2 separate regions of the Mus musculus genome follow, and region 2 is linked to region 1. Evidence: chromatin contacts called from public Hi-C data. All regions are on one chromosome and are shown on one strand. The core of a region is the stretch at or near the end of the contact, and the rest is flanking DNA. Distances in the headings are between cores, read along the strand shown.

Region 1 (6,990 bases), core at 1,591-4,090:
AGCTTCATGACTATCATACCACACTTCCTCCAGACCTGGAAATGCCCTCAACTCAGCACACACCTTTCCTGCAGTGATGACAGCCGCCTAACCTAAAAGTCATCAAGAGCCCAGCTTTCCATTGAAATCAACATTCCAAAGCATTTCATTCTTTTAAAAAAAAAAAAAAAGCACATTTTAATAAGCAGCAACTTTTAATTTTTAATTAATGATACTTAAAGATTTCTTGTTAATGGGGAATAAAAAAATTTAATCCACATTTAAAAATTAAAATCCAGAAAGCACCTTTCTCTTAAATACTTAATTACCAACATGTACCGTAAATCATGTTCACAAATTACATTATTTGTTTAAATCTATCTCTTCCCACTCAAAAACTATATATACATACACATACACATATGAGGAAAACTCTTTTTCACCATCTATATTGCTAGTGCCTTGGGCAAGACCTAGTATCTAAGACATGCTCAATAATGATTTGTTAAAAAAAAAATGAATAAGCAAACTAGTAAAAACCAAGAAATACATCTTCACTTCAAATATATAAAAGGTAAGGTATAAAGGGTGCTTAAGTTAGATGGGTCAGAAGATGAATGAAAATGAGGTCCCCTCCTAGAGGTACCTGTTTTACTAGGTTAGAACTGATCCAAGCAAACACAACAGACACAGGCTGAAGTCCAGTGGTAATGTCCTGTAACGCAAAGGAGTGTGTCCCCTTTACTGTTACCACGTTTCTCTTACTCAAAAAAAGTAGCTTCAAATACTCTGCTAAAAAAATCTAAATACATGAGCATAATTAAAATATTTCAATTAAAAGCAATCCAAAGTAGGCGGGGGAAGTTACCAACCCTGGTAACTTAAAAGTAAAAACTGATAAACGCATGTCTTTGAATTAGAATAGAAAGACCTTTATTCGTAGTTGACACTGTGAGTCCTTTTAAGATAAGGCCCTCAACAGTTTACAATGCCTGTTAAATTAAAACTCACTAATAAATTCTTTATGAGACTCAAAAAAGTTTTAATATCATAAATTAAACAGAATCTGCTCAACATAATAAAATACCTTAAATACTCTATATATTCTAAGCAATACAATACAATAAATTCTATCCGAAACATTTAAGATGTTTTTTAAATTCAAAAAGTCCACTTGTCCCTACAGGTTCAATCAACCTTCTTGACCCAAATTAAACTTTTGGCTTTGTTTGTTTGTTTGTTTGTGGGAGTGGTAAACTTTATACTATGGATTAAAACACTTCAAGGGAAAGTTATTTTAACAATAAGAAATTTTCAAGAAGCTGAATGGTAGTAATCACCTATCTCATCTTTACCTTCTTCTTCCATTTTAAACATTCAGAGCATGGAGTGAACCAATAACGAAGCTGCCTTGAAAAAGAAGGGAAAGGAGCTGCCCGACCTTGTGGAAATGATTGACGGTGACACTTGTGGCACTTTCTCTGGGGGCTCAAGCAATGGAGATCTCCAGTTTGTACAGGCTTTTGGCATTACGCGAGTAGTTTTACGCAGGAGAAACCGAGTTACTTAGGAAAGACTTCTTAGAGACAACGCAGAAAGCCGAGTAGCTCTGGTGAAGGAGAGCAAAGACACTGGGGAGAAAAAAACGGACTTACCTGGTTCGCAGCATCCGTGATGATGGTGGTCCGTTTGACAGTATTTGTCCCTCAAAGGCATTTTTAACGGGTGCGACCTATTTTCCTTTCACTGTGAGAAGCTCTTCATTGCGGCTTGGCTGTGGACAGAGAAGCACAAACCCATCACTATCCCTGAACTTCTATGGAGGCTGTGGCTGCAATTTCCACAGACCATCCCACCATGCGCTCTCTGCCCTCACCCCGGGCCCGCACCTTCCGCTCGGAAAAGAAACCGCCGCTCGCCCGGCCTCCGGCCCCACGTCCCCGCACAGGTTCACCGCCCTACCCGGAAACGCAGCGTCCGGCGCGCAGGGCAGCGCAGCGCACGGCGAAGGCCTGGCGGGCTGCGCAGGCGGCTGCGGCCTCGCCGTGCTGGGCGGACGAGCGAGCGAGCGAGCGGGCGGGCGCGCGGAGAGCCGGGCGCGGGACGCGGGACGCGACGGGGCCCCTGCGCGGCTGAGGAGCGGCTCGCGCGCCCTCCGGCCACGCACGTGCGTCGGGGGGTCTCCCCGGCGCAGGTCGGGTCCGGTCCGCGCCGCCAAGTGCGCCCAACTTACTCAACTCCCGGAGCGGCCGGCCGGCCAGCGGGCGGGCGGGCCGCGGCACCAGCCGGGCGCACGACGCGGCCGAGGGCCCCACCTGGCGCAGCCCCGGCGCAGCGCGTGAAGCCGAGCGGGCTTCGGCCCCGGCGCGCTCCCAAAGAGTCCCCGGCGGCGCCGACGCGGAAGCGCCACAGCTCACCACGTCCTCGGGCCGCGGCTGCGGTGGCGGCTGTGGCGGTGGCGGCGGCTCACGGCAGCCCTCCGCGCTCCGGGCCGGCGAGCTGGCGGCGCGCGGGCGCAGGCAGTTGACAGGACGAACCGCCGGGCGCAGCAGCCGAAGGAGCTGGAACCGGAGCAGGCAGGACTGAGGCGCCCCTCGCCAGGGCAACGGCCGCGCCGAGCCCGGCTCCCCTCAGCGCCGCGCCGCTCCACCTGCAACGGTCCCCCGGGCTTTGGAGAGGGGCGGGGAGCCGCGCGGGTCCCCCACCTGGGGCCTTGCGGGTAGCAGATGCTTCGGGAAACTTTATGGAAGTCAGTCCCGTTCTCTCGTGGCCGCCCCTTCCCCGGACAGCCCGAGCGACCGCCGTGCAGAGAGGGTAGGAAGGGGGAAGCAGAGAAGTCTCCGGCTGCGACAGGGAGCGACTGACTGACCCCGGACGGAGATGGGGCGAGGGCAGGAAGTGACAAGCTCACGGAGTGGGTGGGGGGAGTGTGGCCGGCACGCCCGGCAGCGCGGCGCGCATGCGCTGGGCGGGCAGCCCCGGTGGGGAGGCGACGCGCGGGGCCGGCCTCGGGCGGAGGAGGGTAGACTGCGGGGTTGGCGGGCGCCGAGGGCGGCCGGGTAGCTGGCGGGCCTCGCCGGCGCGCGCCCGTGCGTCCTCCCGCCGGCGGCTGCGGAGCGACGGCCGGAGGCTGCGTGCGCCCGGAGGTGTGAGAACCAGAACCGCGGGCGCGTCTTCCCCTCCCCGGGCACGCGCCGCTCGCTCGGGCACCAAACTGTTGCTCGCGCTGCTGCGCTTCGGCGGATCCGACCCAGGCAGAGTTGGGGAAGCGGAGGAGAAAAGGAGGGACTGGGAGCCCGAAGTGGACTGGATCGGGAGAGCTGTCAGGTGCTGGCTCGCCAGCTGTTGTCCAAGTGTACCTCCTGGAACTTGGGACAGGAGAGTCTAAGTCGGGCTCTGGGAAAGAACGCGATTGGCAACGTTCTGAGGGTGCAAACCTGGAAGTGAAGTTGGGTCACATGGCTAACACGCACTTTCCCTCTTGGGCACCAGCATCCTGCTTGGAAAATCCCCGAAGATCAGATCGAAGATGGCCATCTTCTGTCAAATCTACAAACCTTGAGCTGCTTTTCATATCCAGTAGCTGCTGCCGCCACCTTCTTCCCAACTCTGAGATGGAATTCTTGCCCTTGCTAACTTCACTCGAATAGGTGTCAGCTATTGGTCAGGGTTTTGTGAGAGCTCCCATTTGACCTTTTTTATCTTCTCAGGATGAATGAAAACCACAATTAACTAACTTCCAGTTTTCAAGTTCCAGTTTTGGAGCTTCTGAAAAAAGAAAAGTTTAGGAAGGAAGGCACTATGTGTTTGTATTTTGGGTTTTTTGTTTTTTGTTGTTTTGAGATGGTCTTGCTGTGTAGCTCAGGCTTGCCTGGAACTAGCTGAGTAGCCCAGGATGACCCTGAAATCAGGATTCTCCTCCTGCCACTATGCACTTTCTTTTTCAAAGCTGGGGTTACAGGCTGACACCACACTAGGCTCTGTGTTTGTGAAGAGAAAAATCACCAAAATCAATTTTCAAAATTCCAAAGGAAGTTTGTAAGCAAATGCAGTTGTTACTATAGGACTGTTGAATGGAATACTTGCATACGTCTTGTACGGTTGGAGCAGAATAGAATAAATGTTCTGCAGCTACATAGGATATTATATTATGATCTCATTTTCTGTTCCATTGTCAAGAATCACTACCCACATGAAGCAAATGCAGATTATAGGTCAATATGCTATAAATGGCCACTTCTATGTGGTGGTATTATGCAGCCAATAGAAATCATATTTGGGGGTTGGAAAGATGACATTGTCAGTTAAGTCTGGTCAAGAAAACCTGAGTGTGATCCCAGAACACATGGTACAAAAACGTTGGAGGTGAACGTTCACCTGCAATTCCAGTGCTAGGGAGACCAAGAGAGAAGAATCCCTGAGGCTTGCCAGCCAGCTGGCACAACCAAACGGATTAGGTCCAGGCTCAGTGAGAGCCCCTGTCTCAAAAAGTAAATTGAGCAATTGAAGAAGACATACAACATGGACCTTTAACCTATCCAACCAACAAAACTATCATGTGTAATATTAACTATGTGGAATATGCTTAAACCAAAAAGATATATTTTTGAAATGTGAGAGATGCTGTACTTGGAATTATATGTGCTTTTGTCTGAATGAAGCATATGTGATTTTAATAAAAAGAGTTTTTATTAATCTATAATTTATCTTTAAGTGTTCTGTAAATAAAATTAAAATTCCACTCTTTAAAAAATGACTATATTATCTGAAATGGTATAAAATAATGATGCACAAAAAATATGATACAAAAATACAAATCACTCAAAACTGCAGTGAGAAACTGAAAGGAGAGAAAATGATCAACATTGGTGATAGCTGGGTGGTAAATTTTTAAGTAAAGCATTTTTGTTTCAAAGGATATTTACCTTAATTTGACACAATGAGTGTAATACATGTATTAAAAATACTAAAATTTTATAAGCCAGGGAAGTATTATTTGTAAGAATTTAAATGTTTTCTTACCAGGTGTTAGTGTTAAAACTTGTTTTATGGAGGGTGGAGATATGGCTCAATAGTTAAGAGCACTTAATGCTCTTGCAGGGGATCTGGGTTTGGTTCCCAGCACCCACATGGCAGCTCACTGCTGCAACTCCAATTCATGAGCCTCCAACCCCCCTTCAGATTCCCAGTGGCACCAGGGACAAGTGGTGCACTTACAAACTTGAGAGCAAAACACTCATATGCATATAAAAGTTTTAAGTAAATAGAATTGCTTTGTAAGTGCAGCGTTATAAATAAGGGATCCTTACCAGAAGGGCCTCAGTTGCTAACATTAAACTGTAAACAATGTGAAAAGCACAGACAAAATTGAGATATGAGTAGAACACATACTAAACACTGAGTCGTAAGAGTTTTAAAGATGAAAATAAACCATGAAAATTATCTAGTAAGCCTTACTTTATACCCAAGAAAACAGAGAAATATCAAGTGACTAGTAATAACTGCTTTCCAGACCTAGGTAGCTTCATACTATAATGACAGTACTAATACCTAAGATGCCTTTAGTCCTTAAAAAGTGTTTTAATTTCAGTCCCATCAGCTACACAATGACGTTTCTCTCTTCCATTGTATAGGTGGTGAAACTGAAGTAAAAAATTGAATTTGCAGGTGAAAGATGAGCCAACATCTGAAGCATTGTAACTAAGAAACTCATGAATTTAGCCATTAAGGCTGAATTGACACTTCTGTGTTGGCCCTCACCATATCTGTTGGGGAACAATGACATAGGATGTAAAAGATGAACCAGTAAATCCTGCCAGCTATGAATGGTGTGTTGTGTCAAGATACTGTGTATACAGTGAGCATGGCGATGTCAGGAGGCAAAGGTAGAAGGAGGAATTCAGGAGTTCAAGGCCATTCTTGTCTACATAGCAATTTGATGTCAGCCTGAGCTACATGAGAGAGACGCTGTCTCAGCAAAACAAAACTAGCGTGTCTGAACACAAAGTCAAAATGGAGTTGCTAAATCACAAGAACTGAAATGTTATGGTGCTCCAGAACTTAAAGAAAATTTGGATATCTGGAATTATCACCCTATTTTTATAAACAATGTTCCCAAACCATTTCAGGTAACCTAGGCAACAGGTTAATGTTTGTTGAGGTTTGACTGTAAAATATACCCGACAGGACCATATGTTGAACTCTTTTTTTCCAAGCTGGTGACACTATTTTGGAAGGTATGGAAATTTGGCATTCAAGGCCTGTCTGGAAGAAGATCACTGGGGACAAGACACTGAAGGTTATATCTGATCTCGGGTCCCTTTCTTCTTTTGTTCTTCCTAGCTACCATGAAATGAACAGTTCTGTCATATTATTTTGCTACTGTGTTGTTCCGATTCACTTTGGGTCCCAGAGCCAACCAAGCCAAGATGTGTGAACTGGGACCTCTGAAACCATGAGCCACAGGCCTTCTACAGTTTGGAGTTATATCAGATATTTGGTCATGGCGATGAATGGTCTGGCCAATAGTTACAGCCTTACCTTTTCTGAGATAGAATTTCACTGGCTCAAGCTGGTATTCTTTTTTAGAAGTCTAAAAGAACATCCTATTGAGAAGCCCAAATTTTATTTTATGATTTAAAGTTACTCTTTCTTATTGTCAGTGTTAGAGACTAACATATATTTCACACCTATAATTATTGCATACCAAGCCACCACTGGAGCGTCAAGCCATTGTAGATGCTCTCAATTTGTAGATCAGTAATTTGGGTTAGTCTTGTCTGAGTCACCAAGTTGCTGCTCATCTGGAAGCTTGACCGAATGCATCACATAGCTGGCAGCTAGTGCTGTGTAATGACTGGAATCCCCTCAGTATAGCCTTTCATCCTTACAGGAGTAGCTTGGAGTTCCTCGCGCAGTAGCAGCATGCCAAGCCAGTCTAGTGAGAGCAGTAGGACCTCCAAGTTACATCATTTCCACCGCCTGCCTTTAGTCAAAACAGGTCAAAAGTCC
Region 2 (6,320 bases), core at 2,888-5,387, 34 kb after region 1:
AAATATTTTATACGAAGTCAGGAGGCTAGAAGGGCAGTTCTTATACCTGAAAGTCCTCTACAGAGTCAAAGATGAGATAAGTGAAGGGTTTTGAATAAGGGGATCAGGGAAGCAGCAGTGTGGTAACTTCTAGGTAGGAGAAAGCCCCTTAAAGCAATTGTCCGGATCCTTGCAAGTCTTATGCCATTCATATTACTTGGATTTGAAATGTCCCCCATAGGCTTGTTATATCCTAATAGGTGGCAAATATTTTAAGAAACTGGAACCTTTAGAAGGCAGGGCCTGACTGGCAGAAGGTGAAGGCCTTTGACATCATAGCCCCAGGCTCAGCCACTCTGCCTCCTGGTCCATCCTTGGGTAAGAAGTCTCCACTGAGTTCCTGTCTCTGCAAACTCTTCCATGCCTTCTTTGCCAGAACAGAATGGAACTTAGGAAACCAGGAGCCAAAACCAACGCTTCCTCCATTAAGTTGTTTCTGTCAGGTGTTTTGGTCAAACTTCTGAAGGCAAAAGTAACTAATACTGTCAGTCAGCACTAAATCACCTAGGAACACTTAGCTGTGAGGGTTTGGGGTAGCACCACTGTTTTCAATGCTGCTTAAAGACTCTTGGCACCTTATTGGGGATACCTCTATGTAGAGCTACTCTGTTTTCTAAAGTTAACCCTGGAACCTAACTGCTTTGATGTTCAGTGCATTTTTAATGACCTTACTGTTGGAAGAGCTGTCAGAGTTCTGGGTAACTAGGTTTCATTTCTACAACAGGAACAAAGTTGCTTGCTTTCTTTCTTTTTCAAAAGTGAAACAAATACAAAAGAATGTTCAAAAATTCCCCACATTAGTTCTCTTTTCTTAATCTCTCCTTAAACTAAGAATCGTCTCACAATGCAGTCAGGGTGAGAAAAGACATCATTGAAACCCTTCGCATCTTGTTCTTCCTCATTTAAAATACACAGCCTGGTCAGAGGAATGACTCCGCAATGGTGTGTCTGTAGGATGTAAGTAACATGCAGAGAAAGGAGGCGAGGTTGGTAAGCAGGAATGCTCTGTCTGAAAATATTCGAAGCCTATCTTGCTTTGTATTTAATCTAGCTGTCTCAGGATTTTATTTAAAGAAAACAAAGATATCCCATTTTCTGGGAAGTGAAAGAGCGCCAACAGGAAATCAGCTATCGCCTACTAATTCATCCTTGAATAACTGTCCTGCTTCACAAGGGGCAGGAAAAAAATACAAAGATGTAACAAGAGGAAAAGAAAACTGACTACCCTTTAATGACTCATTCTTATGCCAGACAACAGACTGGCCACGTTAGGTTCATAATCTACTTATAAGCAAAAGGAAAACCATTATCAGGCTTTATTTTAACCTTCATATGACCTCTGAGCACATAACAAAGGAAATACATACTCTCTTCGGTAGTTTGTTCTGAGACCTGAACTACTGCCACTCCCATACTTCCATGAGAGACAGGGGCAGAGGTCAGTAGAAACTGTTACTATACAGTCAGGGGAAAAAGTGTCTAGGAGACTCATGGCTCTACAAAGCCAGTATGTCAGATGCATAATGACTCCATACAAACCACACTCAAAATGGCATCCAGCTGGGTGCCACACACTTTTTTTAAAAAAACTATAATCAGAAATACAATCCCCAGAGGAAGCTCAGAAAAAGGAAGACCAGAAACCATTCTCTACTTGTAACATAAAACTGGGGAATGGTGCCTATTCAGTAAGAACTTCAAATACATATGAGGGGTGTTCAATGCAAAACAAAACAGGTTGATTTTAAGCATATATTCTCACTGTGGTCTGAGAAGCCTAGAAAGATAAACCATGGATAAAATAATTGCTTAACCAATGAGTGGACTATTATATATAGGAGGTAGTAAGTTCCCCTCCAGTTGAAATCTTGGACTACACCCTTGGCATGCTATTATAAAAACTAGATGGCAGTTGTGACAAGGGTGGGAGGTGTCCAGGGGGCATTGGAATTCTCTATAACCCCGGAATTCTGCAAAAATAGAAGGGACAGACTGGTACCAAATCTTAATCCAAATTTTCAAGATTCTAAATTCAAAGGTAAAAATGCAGTAAATCAGAACAAGCTTGTATCACAAACTATTCCAGAAGAGGACAGATTTACTCCACACACACACACACACACACACACACACACACACACACACACACACTCCTTTTTAGGTCAAAATTAATATTTTTTATTTGCTGTTTCTTCTGTAAACTCGAACATAAACCAATGATTTCACCTATTGATGCTTACAGTAGAATCGGGCATTGTTAGTGTATCCTCTATACGTATCAGACATGCTATTAAAACATCTTCATTCATTTGTGTAGCATATTTATTGAGCACCTGCTACATGCCAGTCATCGAGGACTACACATTCCAAACAATGAAGGAAGCTCCACCTCCTGGCATTTATACACTCTGATTCTTGCAGTCTCTGTGTAGATTTTACCGAAGCTGCTGTTTTCATGCATGCTTTCAAGCTTTTGTTAACTTGCTTTCCGATTAAAAGCACCAAACTGGTGAGAAAAGGAAAGAAAAGGAAAGGACACATCTGCTCCTAGGTGTGGTGGAGGAGAAACTATGGCAGATAAAAGGGAGAGCACTGCCAGAGGCAGACATGTCCGGTAGAGCCCAGAGTGGGCATGACCCTGAGCTGCGTGGGGAGCGAAGGAAAGGAAAGGAACAGGGAGAGAGGGGAGCCAGGGGCAGCAGCCAGGAAAGCCCCAGGTACAAACAGGGGCAGGTAACCAAAAAAGGGGTTGGATTATAGAGGGGGAAAAAAGCAGCCTACTGGCTGGAGAGCTCAGGGTAATGCCAGCCAGGAGGACCACTTAAAAGGCAGGGGCTGAGATTACCAGAAGATCTGACAGCAGGGTTCACTTTGACATGTTAATTAGGCACTTTATCCATTTGCCCCCATGTCTGAGATTTAACACAAACTTTTTTTTTCTTTTTTTTAAGGAAAAAACAATATCCTTCCATGATACTTTTAGCCAAAATGATAGTAATCAGCTTGGAAGAACCAATTCACATAATTTGAAAAAACCATGTTTATTTAGAACAAAAATATATTACTACATAGACTTTTGGAGTTAAATGAATATGCCACTCTTTTATATGTTGATATATATATATCAACATTGATTTGCTTTTGATTTTCATTTGTTAAAAGACTAAAAATCACGAAAGTGCAATAGCTGTCTTTTGGCAGCTTCAGAAGGGCAGAGAACATCTAGACAAGAAATGGAAACACTTGTTGGCATTATGTCTCCTTACATACACCAGTAGTCCGACTTGCTGCAAAATTAAATTTGCAGTTGAGCTGGAATTTTAGCAGTGGGATTAGGTTAAGACCTAGAAAAAAGCTTCAAGATTATGCTACATTATTGGTTGACTAACCTTGTCAAAAATAATATACTGAAGAGTCCCCAGGGTCTAAGGGCTGGGATGTTGATCAAGGGAAGAAAGCTTGTCTAGCATGCTTAGGGTCCTGGATTCAATCCTCAGCAGAGAGACAATGTTGGTGGAGGAGTAGGGTTGGTGGGTGGGAGTGAGAATTATCTCAGGGTAAAAAGAAAATTCTCTCTCTCTCTCTCTCTCTCTCTCTAGTCGTTGCTGATTGTCCCATAATCATTTCCCAAGCAATCATTCCATGCTTGGCACAGCACATAGGGAACAGTGAACGTTTTGTGAACAACTGAATGGGCGTTATTGGAACTGAAGTACCGCGACATTGCAGGGACAAAAGAAAAAACAATCTACTACTTAACCGTTTAACAAATATGAATTACTGCGTGTCAGCTAAGGACTGGATGTCAGATTTTGTAATGTATACAGGGATCATCAGAATCACAGTTATTCTAGCCTTCAAGGAGTTTATAGTCTAATTGAAGGAAGAAGAGATTAGTTCAAACAGTACCACTAAAATGCAAATTTAATGTGCATAATATATTAAGTGGTGTGATAAGAGATGCCACCAACGAGAGTTAAAGGGAGGGTTTGACCTTGACCAGGAAGACATGAGAGGTGTCCTTAAAGAAAGAACAAAAAAGCACAGGAAAACAAAGTGAAGCGGGAAGAGATGCAGGCAGTCCTGGCGGAGCAAAGGTCTCCGTGGGTCCGTGGGTCTGTGGGTCGGCTGCAAAGGGGCCAAGATGTGAGAGGAGGCTGGGGAAACCCTGAAGGCCACGCAAAGACGTCTTTCATCTTAAAACGGAATTTTTTAAAAGAACAAAAGGAGGAGGACATGGCTACTCCCAAAGCGTGGAGAAAAATTTTATTGTAGAGATAAGGGAGAAAGCTGGCAGAGGGAACAGTCCAGACTAAAAGCGGCCAGCAGATTAAACCAGACCTTGAGAGAAGAAAGGCTGAGAGAAGAAAGGCGGAGGGAGAGCAAGAGAGGAACTGCTGCTGCCCAGGAGGCCGCCCAGGCCAAGAGGCCAAGAAACCGGCTTAGCCCCAATGGCTGGATTATATGGGGATCAATCAGGCTGGGGGAAGGGAAGAGGAAGCCCAGCGTCTCGGCTGGAGAGAAGTTTAGAGAAGGGGGAAATTATGCCACCAGGTAGGAAGCTTATGCTAGTTCCACTCTGATATGTTGAATAGACGCCTCAGCCTTTTGTCCTGGGTTTGAAACCTAACAAGCAAAGATCAAAATAGCAGCAGCAGAGTATGTAGCAAGGAAGATACAAATATAGATAGATAGATAGATAGATAGATAGATAGATAGATAGATAGATAGAGAGAGAGATAGAGAGATAGATAGATCAAAAGTGTACATTAGATATAGCATCATTAGATATAGCATCATTTTGCTATGTGTATATGTGTTCATACCTCTTTTTATTGCAATATCATTGGCAACTAAATTTACCATTTGAGGTAACAATCTAGTCAGTTTGACTCCATTTACTAAATTGTATGTGACTGCAGAACCGGCTAACTACGCCCCAAAGAAACCCATACTCTCCAGCAGTCACGCCCCTTCTCGTCCCCCAGCCTCTGGAAATCACTAGTCTGTTCTTTGTTTCCTCTATGGATTTGCCTACTCTGGACAGTTTATAAAAATCATAGACATGACCTTTTCTCTCTCTTTTTTTACTTACATCTTTCTTTCTCCCTCCCTCTCTCTCTCTCTCTCTCTCTCTCTCTCTCTCTCTCTCTCTCCCTCTCTCTCTCTCTCTCTTTCTAAACTATGTTAGTTTCTTGACAGTTCTGTGCATGTATATGGTGTATTCTGGTTACTCTCTCCCACACATTTTCACTTATGTTCTGTTCCAGTCAACCCCCAGTCCATTTTCCAGATTCATGACTTCCAGTATCATTGTGTGGCCATTGGTTAACCCAGACCCATGCTTTGAGACTATCCATTAGAGCCTAGTAAGATAACCTGTTTGTACACAACTAAAGGTAACTGCCCTTTCTTTGAAATAGTTCAGCTGGGAGGGGTTGGCCCCTGAATCAGTCCTCCATCTTTGTCTGGCTGTTAAAGGACCCATTCTTTTTTTAAACAATTATTTCCAATTTTTTATTAGGTATTTTCTTCATTTACATTTCAAATGCTATCCTGAAAGTCCCCCATACCTCCCCCCCCCCATCCCCTACCCACCCACTCCCACTTCTTGGCCCTGGCCTTCACCTGTACTGAAGCATATAAAATTTGCAAGACCAAGGGGCCTCTCTTCCCAATGATGGCCGACTAGGCCATCTTCTGCTACATATGCAACTACAGACACAAGATCTGGGGGTCCTGGTTAGTTCATATTGTTTAACAATTTTTTATCAGATATTTTCTTCATTTACAAGTCAAATGCTATCCCAAAAGTCCCCTATACCCTGCCCCTGCCCTGCTCCCCAAACCAACCAATCCTGCTTCCTGGCCCTGGTGTTCCCCTGTACTGGAGCATATAATCCTCACAAGACCAAGGGCCTCTCCTCCCATTGATGGCCAACTAGGCCATCCTCTGCTACATATGCATCTAGAGACATGAGCTCAGGGGGTACTGGTTAGTTCATAATACTGTTCCTCTTATAGGGTTAGAGACCCCTTTAGCTCCTTGGGTACTTTCTCTAGCTCCTCCATTGGGGGCCCTGTGTTCCATCCAATAGATGACTGTGATCATCCACTTCTGTATTTGCCAGGCCCTAGCATAGCCTCACAAGAGACAGCTATATCAGGGTCATGTCAGCAAAATCTTGCTGGCATATGCAATAGTGTCTGCGTTTGGTGGTTGATTATGGTATGGATCCCCAGATGGGACAGTATCTACATGGTCCTTCCTTCCGTCTCAG

What was found. A called contact is a pair of places that touch in the nucleus more often than the background predicts.
Region 2: a contact with region 1 is called in a Hi-C map of rod photoreceptor, with 2.2 times the contacts expected there. The contact joins the enhancer-like site here to the promoter of Zfp800 in region 1. A contact is called at or near these places in 1 of 39 promoter capture datasets (erythroid cells), 1 of 15 datasets of contacts at CTCF or cohesin (the NIH/3T3 cell line), 5 of 484 Hi-C or Micro-C datasets (CD4 T cells, conventional dendritic cells, macrophages and 2 more), 4 of 115 datasets of contacts at active chromatin or transcription factors (bone marrow-derived dendritic cells, bone marrow-derived macrophages and embryonic stem cells) and 1 of 9 other capture datasets (pancreatic islet).

The regions. Positions count from the first base shown.
Region 1 is chr6:28,259,084-28,266,073 of GRCm38.p6, forward strand. Zfp800 (zinc finger protein 800) reads right to left here and starts at 2,841. Exons shown (of 6, transcript NM_001081678.2): 1 at 2,397-2,841; 2 at 1,635-1,753. The coding sequence starts at 1,695.
Region 2 is chr6:28,292,049-28,298,368 of GRCm38.p6, forward strand. It overlaps a transcript of Zfp800 not described here. Among named protein-coding and RNA genes, the nearest start is that of Zfp800, 33 kb to the left of the region's middle. Within about 2 kb of position 4,138, at least 3 of the 459 cell types and tissues checked have an H3K27ac peak or open chromatin away from gene starts, as enhancers often do. A contact at or near this core is called in rod photoreceptor, where this site is marked.